Regions from separate parts of the Mus musculus genome. Here all the other regions are linked to region 1. Evidence: chromatin contacts called from public HiChIP or PLAC-seq and promoter capture Hi-C data. All regions are on one chromosome and are shown on one strand. Each heading gives the region's core, a stretch centred on a gene start, on an enhancer-like site or on the middle of the called end of the contact. The rest is flanking DNA. Distances are from core to core; before and after follow the strand shown. Region 1 holds the start of Vamp1 (vesicle-associated membrane protein 1). Region 2 overlaps Cd9 (CD9 antigen). Region 3 holds the start of Cops7a (COP9 signalosome subunit 7A). Region 4 has its middle 20 kb from the start of Gm32673. Region 5 holds the start of Lpar5 (lysophosphatidic acid receptor 5).

Region 1 (2,908 bases), core at 274-2,773:
GGATGGAGCTCAGTTGGCAGAGTGAATGCCTAGCATGCAAAAGGAACAGAGTACGCTGACCAGCGCTGCAGAAAACTGGGCATGGTGGTAAACTTCTGCAGTCCTAGCATTCAGGAGGCAGAAGTAGGAGGACCAGAATTTCAAGGTCATTCTTGACTACATTTCATGTTTGAAGCCAGCCTGGACTACACAAGCCTCTGTTTCTGCTGGGAAAAGAGTCTCTGAACGTCAAGTTGTAACTGTCCTATTAATGTTACTATGTTCTCTTTCCTTTTGCATGGATGCCTAAGATATAAACATTTACACTGCATCCAAAACCTAAGCTTCCACTAAATGTAAAATAAGAATTCTAAGGCTAGGAAAACGCAACCACAGCTATAGATTCCTTTAAAGCTGTGAAGCATAAAATAATGTTGAATTTTACAACTGATGTCTAGGAAAGGGATTCTACTGGAAGAGAGAAGAAACGTCTTTAAGTATTGAGAAGGAAAAATTGATTCTACTTAGATTTTGGAGGAGGAGTAAAGAGGAAAGGGCTGGGGCTGGAGAGAGATGGCTCAGTGGTGGAGGGAGCATATTGCTTTTGCAGAGGGTTTGGTTCCCAGCACTCACATATACTCAAAACCATCTAGGGAATAACCCTCCTCTGGCCTCCAAGGGCACCCAAGCATGCATAGATGCAGGCAGAAACTTGTACCATAATATATATATACATATGTGTGTGTGTGTGTATATATATATATATATATATATATATATATATATATATACACACACACACATACATACGCATAATGTGTGTGTATATATATATACATATATGTGTGTATATATATATATATACACACATATATATGTGTGTGTGTATCTATATATCTGTATATATGTATATATCTATATCTATCTATCTATCTATCTATCTATCTATCTATCTATCTATCTATCTATAGAGAGAGGTCTCAAAAAACAAAACAAAGCATAAACATAAAATAGGGAAGTCTACTTTAGTTCAGGTTTCTGGGCTGGGTTAACTAAGTCGCTGTGTTAACAGGTTTAGGGATGAAGTTCGTGATAGGGAAGAGAAGAATGAAGAATGTGGGTTTTATGGTCTCAGGCAGGGATGGTGACGGGGTGGTCCTGTGGCCAAGGACTTCATGAATATGCATTCACTGCTGAACCTCGCAGCCAGTTGGATTCCAGCGTCTAAGTCACTTGGGTTTCCTTCTGCCAGGTGCTGTGGGCGGGAGCGGTAAGAATGACAGCAGTCTCCAGCTCAGCGATTGGCTGGTAGGCACCATAAAAGGTCTAACTCAGCGGCGGAGACAGAGTTTGAGCTGGACTTTAAGCAAGCCACTTTTGTATTGGTCAGTGAAGAAATAGAAATAAGAGGACAATGGTAATTGCTGTAGTTGTGGGGGCGGGACTAGCAGGCCATTTCTCACGAGGATTGGACCTGGAGGTTTTGACATCATCCGAGAGGCGTGGTCATGTCTAATAAAGCCGAGAGCCGGCCCTGCACCTGCAGTAAGTTCCACCGCAGTTAGAGTTCCGGGTGTTTCGTGTGAGGCGGCGCTCGACAGTTCCGTCTGCTTCAGCCGCAGTGTCTCCCTGCCCGTCTCGTTGCATTCTCCAGAGAGGGGACGGACCTCCACTTCCTCTTTCAGAAAAATGTGAGTTGACTCTGCTCTAGGGTCCTCGACACCTCTTTACCGACTCTCCCCCGCAGTGTCCGACTCTGCGGGACGGGAAATGGCGCATTGCAGCAGCTGCGGCGACGCCGGGAACCACCAGCTCGCGCCGCCCCCAGACCGGGCCACCCCGGACTGCGGGCAGCGCTCCATCCCGCACCAACTGCAGCTGGCACTCCATGGCAGGGCGAGGGCGCGGGGGTCCCACGTACACCGCACCCTCCCCTCTTGTCTTTGTATCGTGGAACCCCAAAGGGGAAAAAGTGGGGGAGGTATAGATTCAGACAGGAAACTCGGAGACCCTTTCTTGTTTGACAGACTCTTAAAGCCTCTGGGAAGACTTATAGGTGTTCCTGTCCATTCTTGACTTGGAGTGCCCGCAGTCTCTGCGTTATGCATGCCCCTCACCCAGAGTGTGATGTACCTGCCTCATGGCTGTGAGCAAAGCTGCAGAAACTTAACTTGCTAGTTCTGTGGCGCCTTGCGAGTAGCTCAGAAAGTCTCAGGGGACAGTGGTATGAAATCTTAATGCAGCTGTTTATGCTAAGGCGATTTCCAGTGATCAAGTCCTAGCCAAATAAATATTGGAGGAGAAATAGGGAGAACAGTGAATTCTTCATTTTATCCAAAACACATAGTTTAGCCTTTAGCTCTTTTTGGCATCATCCCCTTCTGTGGCCAGATAAATTAAGAACTTCCCTTTAGGATCACATACACACAATGAAGAATTTTCTTTCTTTTCATTTATTATCTGAATCTCTTGCCTGGTGCTAGATTTATTTGTGTTTGTTCCCTCTTCCTCTCTCTCTCCCTCTTCCTCTCTCTCTCCCTCTTCCTCGCTCTCTCTATCCCCCTTCTTTGTTTGGCTTTTCCATATAGGGTTTCTCTGTGTACCCCTGGCTGTCTCAGAATTCCCTCTATAGACAAGGCTGGCCTTGAACTCAGAGATCCACCTGCCCCTGGCTTCCAAGTGCTGGGATTAAAGGTGTGCACCACTACACTCTGCTTGTGTTGCCTCTATTGGCAAAAGGGGGGCAGGATTTTGTATTACATAAGGGTTATAACTCCCTGAATAGGTTAGGGTGGAGTGTTTCTACCTGCCACAAATAGTAAATAAAGTGAGTTCTCCAAAGCTTCACAGCCATTTTATCCGTTCTCTGCATTAACATTCTGTGCAGTTTTTACAAGCCCATAGATCTAGATGTTTAGGGGAGGGGAGG
Region 2 (2,908 bases), core at 183-2,682, 260 kb after region 1:
TCTCCAGGAGCCTCCCTCCCCCAAATCATCATCATCATCATCATCATCATCATCATCATCAACAACAACAACAATCACTACCCTAAAATGCTAACAGGGCCCAGAGCAAAGGGACTTAGTACTGACAAAGTTGAGGATGCCTGCTGGCTTGGACTCTGCTGTCAATCATCCTTCGGTCTCTGTAGGGAGGACCACTGAAGACCACTTTGACACTGTAACAGTCGGGAGAATTAGAACCCCAGGAGGCTCCCGGAATTGGCTCCTCTTCCTCCACTCAGGTGGTAACGGCTCTCCGTCTCCTTGCACGGTTTCCTTACCTACCAACAGCTCACCAGGGCCATTCTGAGCCTTAACTTAATATGACTCAAAAGGTCACTTCTTACAAGGGGAGCCCTCCTTGCCATGGAGTACAGAGAATTCCAGAAGGAGCTAGGGTTTATGTTCTAGGGACGAGAGCTTGGGCTGTGAGATGGGAGCTATTCCCTGCACCTTGTGGGGTTTCAGGGATGGAGCCAGTGAACTACACCAGGGTGGGGCTCAGGCGTGGGAGTGGTTTCTTCCCAGTTCACCAGGGTCACCAGTGAAAATCTTTCTTTCCTAATCTAAAAATATACAGAATTAGCCTGAGTACTGTTTTTTTTTTTTTTTTGGTTTTTCGAGACAGGGTTTCTCTGTATAGCCCTGGCTGTCCTGGAACTCACTTTGTAGACCAGGCTGGCCTCGAACTCAGAAATCCACCTGCCTCTGCCTCCCAAGTGCTGGGATTAAAGGCGTGCACCACCACCACTGCCAGGCTAGCCTGAGTCCTGAATGCTGGGAACAACTACCAGGTGATCAGGAGCAGTCAACAGGAAGGAGGCCTGCCTAGGGAGTCAGAACTCTTTTGGAAGACACAGGGACTATTGGGCCCTTGGTCAGGAGATCAGCTTGAGAAGGTACCCGTTCCTGCCCGTAGATCTGCCTGTGGTCCTTAGGGAGTGAGCTCACAGCTCCCGTGTGCTGGGGCACGGAGTGTGCCGGGCTCCCCTCATCACCTTGCTCCTGCTACAGCTACTCAGGGAAGCACACCCCACCCCACCCTCTCCTGCTCTCCTGGCATTCCTGCTTAGAATCAAAGCTTTGTTGCTAAAACAAGTCAGGGCACTATGGAAACATGTTCCCTAAAAACTCTGCTTGTAGTTTAAAAAAAAAAAAAAACAAAACCCAAAAAACAAAAACCCAAAGGCTTGCCAACTATAAACCACGAGCCTGTTCTTTCCCCACTTTCTCCCCCCCAGACAGGGTTTCTCTGTGTAGCCCTGGCTGTCCTGGAACTCACTCTGTAGACCAGGCTGGCCTTAGACTCAGAAATCTGCCTGCCTCTGCCTCCCAAGTGCTGGGATTAAAGGCGTGCGACACCATACCCGGCCCCACTTTCTTTTTAACAATAGGGCAACGTACCCTGGCCTTCCCCACTCCACTGCCAATGGACAGTAACTAAGGACAGGAAAACGGGAGCTCTAGACTGAGAGCTCAGGTGCTTTCCCCCCCACCCCCCAGAGACTCCTCCTAGTCTACCTGGCCCAGTCTGGCCCCAGGGAGGAGAGGAAAGGGAAGGCTGACAGGCTGGAGGCCCCGTGGCCCTTGGTCCCTGCAGCCTGCGGGATGATAACCTTGTCAGAATGCTTTCTTGTCTTTTGTAAAAATAACTTTGGTGGGTGGAAAGGAAGTGACAACTCACGCTGGGTCTGATGGCATGACAGGATCACCCTAAAAATAGGGGGCTTCCTACTTCTAAATCAGGCGGACTGGAACCAGAGGCTGAGCTTAGTCAGGCAGACAAGCAGCCATGAGACGGTCCTTGAGGCATCTCCCCTCACAGAGGAAGAGAAAGGGGCCGAAGGGAGTCAGGAAGGACCAAGGAACCTGTGTAGAGAAAGCGACTGGCTGGCTGTAGCTTGCTTGGGTGATCCCCACCTTACTGAACGTGGAAACCCTTCCCCAAGGCAAAAGCAGTTTTCCTCAAAGGATCAGATGGTCTCTCAGGTCCACTGACTGACATACTTTCTTTCAGTGCTCTTAACTGCTGAGCCAGCTCTCCAGCCCAGACTTTCTTTTTCTTTCTTCTCTCTTCCCTGTTCTCTTTCTGTCTCTTGGCTCTCTTGCTTAGCTTCTCTTTTGACATCCCTCCCAGAGCCTCCTGTGAACTCCTCCATCTCCATCCCCATTAATCTCAATTTTGATTGTCTATTCAGGAAGCCGGTCTGGAGGGAGACTGGAAGGGGAGCCCCTTCTCTTCCTGGCTCTGCAGATGCACACAGGACAATGGTTTCTGACGTAAGAAGATTACAATTTAGTTTGGAGACACAAAGCATGTGCAGAGAGGCTCTTAAACCCTCAGGAGTGGTGGCATCCTTGCCAGACAACTTCACATCAGAGAATGGTCAAGATGCCAAACTCGGCAGGCAAGACCAGAAACCACAAAGAGTCAGATGCAAACGCACAGACACAGCTATGCACACTCACTGAGCTACCTAACTTGAAAGGGACAGGGCTGGCTTATGTGGCCAGCTTCTCTCCCCCAGTCCCTAGGCCCGAGGTCAGCATGGAGTTCCCAGAGTTGAAGTGCCAACCCCTCCCTCTCACCTGTGTAGAAACTGGAATGGTTATTCTCTTGCTCGAAGATGCTCTTGGTCTGAGAGTCGAATCGGAGCCATAGTCCAATAGCAAGCACTGCAATGCCAGCGAGCTGCAAGACACACAACGCGTTGGCTGCCATTAGTTCTGACCACCTGGGATAGCACACTCAACAAATGCTGAGGAGACCTGCAAAGGACTTCAGCACCATCTTTCTTTCTACCCTCCAAGCGCATCTGGAGGCAGAAGGCACTCTGAATGGTGTGATCAACCATTGCGGTAAAATCACCAG
Region 3 (2,908 bases), core at 168-2,667, 250 kb before region 1:
GAGTTGAAGGCCAGCCTGGTCGACAGAGAGAGTTCCAGAACACAGTTATAGTACATAGAGAAACCCTGTCCTGAAAAAAAAAAAAAAAAAAAAACCAACACAAAAAGATATCATACTGGTGGACAAGCTGGAGTTTATCAGTGGTATTCTTAATGACTTGTTCTTTTGCTTCAAAATTAAAGATTTCTGCTTGCTTCAGCAACACATATACTAAAACTGGAACGATCCCGAGAAGATTAGCATGGCCCCTGAGCAAAGACGACACTCCAATTTGTAAAGCGTTCCATATTTTTAAATAACAAAAAAAATTATGCATGAGACATAGGCAGGGATTTCCCACACATTCAAGGCCACCTTAGACCATAGTTACTAGTTTAGGGCAGCCAGGACTACACAGTGAAATCCTGACTCAAAGTGTGGGTACAGAGGGAGGGAGCACTAAGTTTACAGACCCTTTATCTGTAAGATAATGAAGACCTTTATTTGATTGATTTATTTTTCCATGTTGAGAGCTAATTATCGGTACCCCGATCACCTGAGTGGTTACTGGGTACAAAAAACGAGCCCAGCACTCAAGAGTTAACTTTGGTCCCAACGTTCTTTGGGGACTACCCAGGCAAGCAACACACCTCTCTAACATTAGGCATATCCAGCAGTTCCCCAAACACGTAGACACCAGGGGCCTCCAGCACCTGGTGGATGAGTGTGGCCAGTGCCGCCCCCTTAGCCGACTTGGCAAGGAGCAGAAACTGCTCTTGGTTCTGCCCTGTCACCTTCACCTCCGCACTCATGGCTGCGCCGAGGTGCGGGGCTCTGGCCTCAAGATTTCTGGAGCTGCAAGGAAAGAGGAACGTGAAACTAAAGGTCCCTGGACCCTGCGAGGGTGGTCAGCTCGAAGGGACGGGAGCTGCACGCTCAAGAGGGACCCCGCCACATCCGCAGTGAGTAAGTGGGGTCCTGAGGTCTAAAAGGCAACTCGAGGGCTCCTCCAAGCCAGCCCCATCCTGGCTGCCACGCCCACCCGCTCCGTCATCCCGGGCCCAGTCCCAAGCCCCACCACGTGCACCCCATTGAGTTCCAAGACTGATGAACCAGGGAAGGGAGAGATAGCACATGGTGTCTACCGGACGACGACGAACCCCCACTTCGGGACGCGAGTCGTGCACGTGGCCGCCCCCACGTGACCTCACCTCCTCGCGCCTGACTCGCGGCTCCACCCCCTCCCTTAAAGAGGCAGCCCCGGGACCGGCCGGGGTCTGCGCCCAAGGCCAGGTCGTACCCCCGGACCGACTGCAACCGACGGCTACCTGGAAGCCTCGTCTCCCAGCGCACGGGGCGGGGCGGCCGCTCCGTCACCTCCGGCAGCGGCTCCCAAGCCTTTCCTGCCACCTCCCCGCAGGGCCGCTCTAGCCGCTCGCTTCTATGGCCAGCTTCCGGCCGTACTTCCGCTCTCGGGAGGCGGGTTCCGGGCGGCTCCGGCCTGCTTCCGTTTCCGGACCGCGGGAGGCGCGAGAGCGGCGCCCATCTTCCGCTCTGTCCGTGCATCTTTATGGGTGCGAGAGCGGTGAATGCAGGGTGCGGAGAGGACCTCGGCTCTGCGGAGGTCCGGGGGAGCGACCCTCCCGGGAGCTGCAGGACAAGGCAGGATGGCGGCCCCGAGTTCCTGCGGCGACGTGAGCGTTAGCGGAAGGCGAGAATTCGCAGAAAGAAAAAATAAGGGAGAAAGGAGAGAAACGAGGCTATAAATAGTCCAACAACTTATCCACTCTTTTTAAAGAGCAGAAGAAAAGTTTAAAGGGTAAGGGGGCAGGAAGTGGTAACACATGCCCCCACCCCACCCCCCGGCGTATTGGAGGTAGAGGTAGGGGAGAATCAGGAGTTCAAAACCAGCCTCAGCTCCATCGCAGATTCCAAGCCAGTTTGAGCAACATGAGAACCGGTCTCAATAAGAAAGAAAACAAACCCCCGAGTGATTAAGGGGGAAAAGGAAGTGTATTGGTTAGGCTTTTGAGGTTTTCTTCCCATAGAAGTTTCAGATCGCATGACCAGACTTTTGGCCATGGTTACTACAAATAAATATTGAGTCATTTTTTTAGTCTTTGGATCCCAAATTAGCAAGGAGAAAAGTGTGAGTGGAACCAAGGCAGATGAGGAAATTTAAAAGTTAAAGGATTCAGCCGGGCACTTGTAATCCCAGCATCCAGGAGGCTGAGGCAGGAGGATTGCTATATGTTGGGAGGTTATCCCGGGCTACAGTGTGAGAGACCCTATCTCCCAAATATCATGGTGGTACACACCTTTAATTAGGTGGATTTCTGAGTTGGATCATCCGCCACTAAATAGACCAGGTTTCAAAATGAAACAAAACAAAAATCCTTACAGAAACCATATAAGGAGGAAATTAAGGTAAAGCCAGGTTTACTGTTAGATGATTTGTAATCCTATCACTCAGTAGGCTGAGGCAGGAGAATTGGACCTTCAAGGGCTGAGTTCTGGAACTAACCTGTAGGACAAAGAAATATGGATAGGGTCCAAGTGCATACCTGTCTGATTCCGTCGCTTCCTTCGAGGGATGGTGGTGCATGCTTGTGGTCTAGCACTTGGGAGGCTAAGTCAGGAGTATCTTAGGCCCAAAGGCCATGTGAGCTGCATAGTTCCAGGCTGAGAGTGGGAGAGAGAGAAGAGTTAGAAAACAAGGCAATGAATGGGCTGGAGAGATGGCTCAGCAGTTTAGAACACTGGCTGCTCTTTCAGAGGTCCTGAGTTCAAATCCCAGCACCTACATGGTGGCTCAAAAATCATCTCTAATGAGAACTGGTGCCCCCTTCTGGTCTGCAGGCATGCATGCAGGCGGAACACTACACATAATAAATCATTTGCTTTCTGTCACCATGTGGAAACACCAGCC
Region 4 (2,908 bases), core at 269-2,768, 200 kb after region 1:
ATATGTATATGTATATATGTATCAATACTAGCCAAAGAAAAAGAGGCTGTTAACGCTAGAATGAAGGAGGGACATGGAAGGAGTTGGATGGAGGGCTTGGGATAGATTGAAGGAAGAAAAGGAAAGGGTGAAAGTGGTATAATTATATTTAACTTAAAATGTATAAAAATTAAAAGCTAACAAAACAAAGAGCCGGTAACCATTGTTTGCTTATTGTTCTCAGAGTCTCCACAGACAAGGCATCCCTGTCCCCTGCCCCTGGCTGCAGTGTGCCTCAGTGGTAAAGGTTTAGTTCCATGTTTGATTTCGTAGAGCTGTATGGGACCCAGAGCCATGTGTATTCTAGGCAAGAGCTCTCTACCAAGCCAAATCCCGCCCCTATCTTTTTTCTTAATTAAAAAAAAAGGTTTACTTCATTTTTACTTTATGTGCATGGGTGCTCTGTCTGCATGTATGTCTGTGCACCACATGCACGATTTGGAGACTGGAAGAGCGCATCAGATCCCCCAGACCTGGAGTTTCGGGTGTTGTGAGCCACCATGTGGGTGCTGGGAAGTGAATTCAAGTCCTACTCAAGATCAACCAGAGTTCTTAAGTGCTGAGCCGGTTCCCTAGCCCCACACCCATCGTCCTTTTATAAAATGGCAAACAGGCAAGTTGGTGGAAAGGCAGGAGACGCGGAGCATGGCCCGATGCCTCATTGTGGCAGGGATAGTCCAGGAAGATGACTGGAACGGGGGTCTAAAAACTGCTTGGTCAATATTTTTATGGCAGCCGGCAAGACGCCTTGGCATCTCACTTCCCGTTCCCACCTCATGCGGTCTCCATCTCATCTGGTCCCTGTCTCCATTCATCCTGGTCTTTGAACAGGTCCATCCAACCTAGACCCAAAGCCTGAGCACCTGGGCTTAGGGCTGGCAAGACGAGCTGGGAGCCTGGGCACTCCATGATGGGCGCCTGCTATTCTAGATTGTGTGTGTGGAACTAAAGTTCTACGCTTTATAAAGTTTGTAAAGGCCATTCACGGGGTCAGGGAAGGAAGGCCCTGACATCTGAGCAAAGACGGAAAGCGTGGATAAGCTGAGTCAGCAGCCAGCACGAGAATTCCGGGTGTGAGCAGTGCCAAAACCCAGAACAGAAAGTCAGGATGGGGGAGCTCAGAGCCCCAGGGTTTCCAGAAAGGAGCGCAGAGAGCTGGACCTGTACAAGTCTTAAGTAAGTACCTGACTTACTCCAAAGATCCCAGATCTGGGAGCTCTGGAGCAGAGGATAGGAGCAAAATAACGGTGCCTGGAAGTTCTCCGAGGTTAAACCAAGAGATGCAGGGTCTTATTCTCCCGGGGTTGCCTGGGTAACTTCTGTTAGTAAAGATTCCTGTTTACTACCATCTGACTCACGGTCACCTGTGGTTTCCATGGTTCCCAGCAACAATGCAGCATAAATCAATTTCTAGAGGGCAAGTATGCAGGGTGGAGCATCCTCTCCCTTGTCTGGCTCATAACTCAGCTGTTTCTATGCTCGCTGGAGGGTGATATGGGGATGAGAAGGTGTGTTCTCCAGCATGGGTCTCCTTGGGAGAGAGGCAGAAGCTTGGTCTCGCAATTGGGGCTGATTGCGAAACTCTCTGCTGATTGGAGGTTTCCCTCCCTCACCCTAGTTAGGGAGGAGTCTAGACAGGCAGACACAGAGGAACTCCCAGCAATGAAAAGTAGACCGGTTTATGAGCTCTGGTCACTTAGAGTTCTCCCTGCTAGTGGCAGGGTGGTTTGGAGCCAAAAGAAAGGGAAGCCAGAGCAGCAGGTGGCGTCCCCCAACCCCACCTTCAAGGCTAGGTTTGCCCATGTATTCCAGGCTTTCCCGGAACTCTCTGTGACCCCAGGCGTGTCTTGAATGGTTCTGCATCAGCCCTGATTGCTGGGCTCACAGGTGCACACCACCACGCCCAGGGTTGCTTTTATGCACAGGTTTAGAGCCTTCAAAGCCTTTTTATTTTTCAGGTTTTCATATGCTTTGGGCAGAACCTGGTGAAGATGCTAAATCAAAGACTACCACTCTATTCTTTAAAAATAGATTTTTTTTTTTTCCGGACAGGGTCTCACTATGTAGCTTTGACTGGCTTGGAGCTGGGTTTGTAGACCAGGCTGGCCTTGAACTCATAGAAACCCACCTGCCTCTGTCCCCTGAGTTCTGGGGTTAAAGGCTTACAATACCCTAGCCAGCACAATAACTCTTACTTAACAGTCAAGATGGCTGAGTATGGTGGTGCGGTGCGCATCTGTAGTCCCAACACTCAAGAGGTGGAGGCAGGAGGATCTAGAAAGAAGTCTTCAGTGCCGGGGCTACAAGTGAGCTCCAGACCACTGTGACCTATGTAATGAGCTCTCGAATGCCTCTGATCCCAGCATTAAGGAGGCAGAGGCAGGCAGATCTCTGTGAGCCGAGGCCAGCCTGGTCTACACAAAGAGTTCCAGGTCATCCAAGGCTGTGTAGTCCAGCCCTGTCTCAGAAAACAAAAACAACAACAACAACAACAACAAAAAAAAAAACCAAACCAAAAGAAACAAACATCAGAGCAGAAACTGAGCATTGCGATTTCTGCTTAAGTGTTTCTCTGTAGCCCAGGTTGGTCTTCAACACTAGCTGGGATTACAGGTCTGTACTTCCAGGCTTGGCTTATATCGATGTCCCTCAAATGTGGCATCCTTGGTCCTTGTCATTTTATTAGGTGTCATATACCCACAAAGCACCAATGTTTTTGTAAATTAAAAAAGTTACAGCCAGATAGTGGTACACACCTATAAACCTAGCACTTGAGGAAGGTCCTGAGTTCCAGGCCTGCCTGATCTACACAGCAAGCTCCGGGCTAGCTGGGGATAAAAAGATTCTGTCTCCAAAACAAAACAAAACA
Region 5 (2,908 bases), core at 151-2,650, 150 kb before region 1:
GACAAGGCCAAGAAGTGGGAGTGGGTGGGTGGGGGAGTGGGTGGGGGAGCGTGTGGGGGACTTTTGGGATAGCATTGGAAATGTAAATGAAATAAATACCCAATTTAAAAAACAAAACCAGGGGCTGGTGAGATGGCTCAGTGGGTAGGAGCACCTGACTGCTCTTCCGAAGGTCCAGAGTTCAAATCCCAGCAACCACATGGTGGCTTACAACCATCTGTAACAAGATCTGACGCCCTCTTCTGGAGTGTCTGAAGACAGCTACAGTGTACTTACATATAATAAATAAATAAATCTTTAAAAAAAAAAACAAAAACAAAAAACAAAGCAAAACCAGTAGACCCGGGTGTACGACTGGGTGCCAGAGCATTTGCTTAGCGTACACGAGATCTTTTTTTTTTTTTTTTTTTTGGTGTTTTTGAGACAGGGTTTCTCTGTGTAGCCCTGACTGTCCTGGAACTCACTTTGTAGACCAGGCTGGCCTCGAACTCAGAAATCCGCCTGCCTCTGCCTCCCGAGTGCTGGGATTAAAGGCGTGCGCCACCACGCCCGGCTCATACACGAGATCTTATATTCAGTCATCACAAAGGAAAAAAAACCACAGCTAGTATAACGCACCCTCCAGCCTTCAGGAGTGATCAACCCATGGCTTATCACTCAGCAGAATATTCACGTTGATTTTTATCCAGGGTTGGTCAAACTCATTTAACCACAATACCTTTGTCAGCTATCTCCAAAAGATCCGTCTTTGCTAACTAATATGCATTGAAGGGCTATGCTCAGCCTGAAGAGCAGACAGAGACCACCACAAGCCCCCTACCTCCAGGAGCTCCCAGCCTGAGGCAGACAGAGGGAGAGGAGGAAGCATCCAGTCAGGCAACTGCTCTGATGGAGGAACTGGGTGTGTGCTGGTAGGCAGGCAAGGAGGGAGAACCCTTGGCTGACCAACAGGCCCCAGGCAGGGGAAGCTACAACCACGAGCCACTTTTGCTAAACCACCTAGCTGACCCAAGAGAGGAAGAGAGACAGGCAGGGAGGAGACAGGTGAGAACATCATGATGTGTGTGTGTGTGTGTGTGTGTGTGTGTGTGTGTGTGTGTGTGTGTTAGTCATCAGGTATCAGTGGGTGGGTGTGCCGCAGAGAGAGTTCCCGGAAACTGCACATCTGGGAGCCATAGTTGCAGAGTTAGGTGACTGGGGTAAGGTTGGATTTTCACCGGCTTTTAGAGCTTGCTTCTCTGACCTGTTTGCGAAGGTGTCTGTGGTCAAAGCTCTTTGACTCTGTGGGGTTGGTTGGGTGAGTGCAGGAGCTGGGAGGGATGTTCTGAGATCTGTAAGGTGGGTGTGTCAGGCCCGCCCAGGAGCAGGTCCTACCAGGGAAGCTCAGCCCAACCCAGCCCAGAGTGTCAGCGGAAGCAGGCTTGGGGCAGCGGCAGAGGAAGAGCAACCGATCACAGGTATGGGGAGGTGACAAATGGGGCTGGACCACCAGAAGTGGGGGACATTGGTGAGGATGGAGAATGTAGGTGGGCCGTAGGCTCTGGGAAATCCTTTTAGATACAGTGAAAAGGCAAACGGGGCTGCCCCATGTGGACAGATCTGTCCATAGGAGCCTGAAGAGGCAGCCAACATGCCTGAGACACCTGATGGGCTGAAGCCTCACTGTGGGCCACCTTAGGGTCTTGCCCTAAAACTTTAGACTCCTGTTTTCATGCTGACCCTGAGGTCTGCTCCCCTCAAGCCCACTCATCCTGCAGGGCCAGGTCCTGTTCTGGAAGACACGGAGCTGCTCTGAGTAAAATTGGCTAAAGAGTTTACTGGTAAAGGCATCTTACTCGAGCTACCAAGGTATGTTTTATTTTGTTATTTGGTGCTGGAGATGGACTGCCCTATATGCTAATAAGCACTTGCCCTACCACTGAGTTCCCTCCCCTTTTTGAGATGTAGCCCAGGTTGGCCTCAAAATCTGTACATAGCCAAGGAGGACCTTGAACTCCTGAAGCCTCTCCCTGGAGCCCTGGGGTTACAGGCATCAAGTTTATGCAAGTGCTGGAGGTTAAACCTAGGTCGTGCTAGGCAAGCACTCTACCGGCCGAGCTCAATCCCCAGTTTCCCGACCCTTTTGGATGAGTGAGGTCTCATTATGCTTTCTAGCATGGTCTTCAACTCCTAACCTCCACGGACACCCCTGCCCTGTCAGCTTTCCTGCTAGTTGAAACTATACGTGTGAGCCACGATGAAACTATAGTGTGAGCTCAGATCTATTTCATCTATTTTGGGCTGTGCTAGAGATTAAACCCTTGTGAATGCTATTCTACCACTGAGCTACCCCAGCCCTTCCAGGTATATTTTAATGGGTCTTGAGGAAGCACTGCCCTACTCCAACCTGAAATGCTCATATGTAACAGAAAGGTGTCAGGCTGCATGGTCTCTCTGTCCCCATGGCTTTGACAGAATGGCTGATGAGCAACTAGGAGAGGAAATGAGCCATTGTGCATATTTGGGAATCCAGGGAAGGCTGTCTGGGACTTTTGCCATACCGGTGCAGGCCACTGCCTGCCTACTACCTATGGTTATGGGTGTTCAGTGACAAGAAAGGGACACATAGACTTCTGTTTCCAGAACTCTTCACTTATGGTAAACTGAAGTCATAGCCCTGGGGGGCTGGGAAGTGAGGAACTGTGACCCCCTCACTTCCCAAACAGCAAGAGACACTAACACTAGCTCAATCTGTGCTGTCTGATGCCGTTAGTTCTTCCTACCCTGCTGTTCTCAGTGCGTAGCCCACTGGCACAGAGACCTTTTTTTGTCCAGAAGCATAAACAACAACAACAACAACAATAATAATAATAATAATGATAATATAGCAGCCAAGGAGGAGACAGCAAAAAAGAGGGAACTGTTGAGA

What was found. Promoter capture Hi-C pulls out the DNA fragments that hold promoters and counts their contacts. HiChIP or PLAC-seq counts read pairs in DNA pulled down with a chosen protein or histone mark.
Region 2: an H3K27ac HiChIP or PLAC-seq map of microglia shows a contact between it and region 1, with 4 times the contacts expected there. The contact joins the enhancer-like site here to the promoter of Vamp1 in region 1. A contact is called at or near these places in 5 of 39 promoter capture datasets (the HPC-7 cell line, HPC-7-derived erythroid cells, cranial neural crest and 3 more), 2 of 115 datasets of contacts at active chromatin or transcription factors (memory CD8 T cells and microglia) and 1 of 9 other capture datasets (adipose tissue).
Region 3: a contact with region 1 is called in a promoter capture Hi-C map of pre-B cells. The contact joins the promoter of Cops7a here to the promoter of Vamp1 in region 1. A contact is called at or near these places in 7 of 39 promoter capture datasets (the C10 cell line, cranial neural crest, erythroid cells and 4 more), 1 of 484 Hi-C or Micro-C datasets (rod photoreceptor), 1 of 115 datasets of contacts at active chromatin or transcription factors (memory CD8 T cells) and 3 of 9 other capture datasets (adipose tissue, liver and pancreatic islet).
Region 4: a promoter capture Hi-C map of trophoblast stem cells shows a contact between it and region 1, with 6 times the contacts expected there. The contact joins the enhancer-like site here to the promoter of Vamp1 in region 1. A contact is called at or near these places in 2 of 39 promoter capture datasets (the 3T3-L1 cell line and trophoblast stem cells), 2 of 115 datasets of contacts at active chromatin or transcription factors (embryonic stem cells and memory CD8 T cells) and 2 of 9 other capture datasets (adipose tissue and liver).
Region 5: an H3K27ac HiChIP or PLAC-seq map of embryonic stem cells shows a contact between it and region 1, with 6 read pairs. The contact joins the promoter of Lpar5 here to the promoter of Vamp1 in region 1. A contact is called at or near these places in 5 of 39 promoter capture datasets (the C10 cell line, embryonic stem cells, hematopoietic stem and progenitor cells and 2 more), 2 of 115 datasets of contacts at active chromatin or transcription factors (embryonic stem cells and large pre-B cells) and 2 of 9 other capture datasets (adipose tissue and liver).

What each region holds. Positions count from the first base shown.
Region 1 is chr6:125,214,058-125,216,965 of GRCm38.p6, forward strand. It overlaps Vamp1 (vesicle-associated membrane protein 1), which reads left to right and starts at 1,524. Exons shown (of 5, transcript NM_009496.3): 1 at 1,524-1,670. The coding sequence starts at 1,669.
Region 2 is chr6:125,469,784-125,472,691 of GRCm38.p6, forward strand. Cd9 (CD9 antigen) reads right to left here. Exons shown (of 8, transcript NM_007657.4): 2 at 2,626-2,728. Among named protein-coding and RNA genes, the nearest start is that of Gm28809, 3.6 kb to the right of the region's middle. Within about 2 kb of position 1,433, at least 17 of the 459 cell types and tissues checked have an H3K27ac peak or open chromatin away from gene starts, as enhancers often do. A contact at or near this core is called in microglia, where this site is marked.
Region 3 is chr6:124,964,095-124,967,002 of GRCm38.p6, forward strand. Cops7a (COP9 signalosome subunit 7A) reads right to left here and starts at 1,418. Exons shown (of 8, transcript NM_001355542.2): 1 at 1,308-1,418; 2 at 630-834. The coding sequence starts at 791. Gm23851 (a small nuclear RNA gene) reads left to right here and starts at 189; the gene lies at 189-293.
Region 4 is chr6:125,409,598-125,412,505 of GRCm38.p6, forward strand. No RefSeq gene overlaps it. Among named protein-coding and RNA genes, the nearest start is that of Gm32673, 20 kb to the right of the region's middle. Within about 2 kb of position 1,519, at least 95 of the 459 cell types and tissues checked have an H3K27ac peak or open chromatin away from gene starts, as enhancers often do. A contact at or near this core is called in adipose tissue, embryonic stem cells and trophoblast stem cells, where this site is marked.
Region 5 is chr6:125,066,520-125,069,427 of GRCm38.p6, forward strand. It overlaps Lpar5 (lysophosphatidic acid receptor 5), which reads left to right and starts at 1,401. Exons shown (of 2, transcript NM_001163269.2): 1 at 1,401-1,457.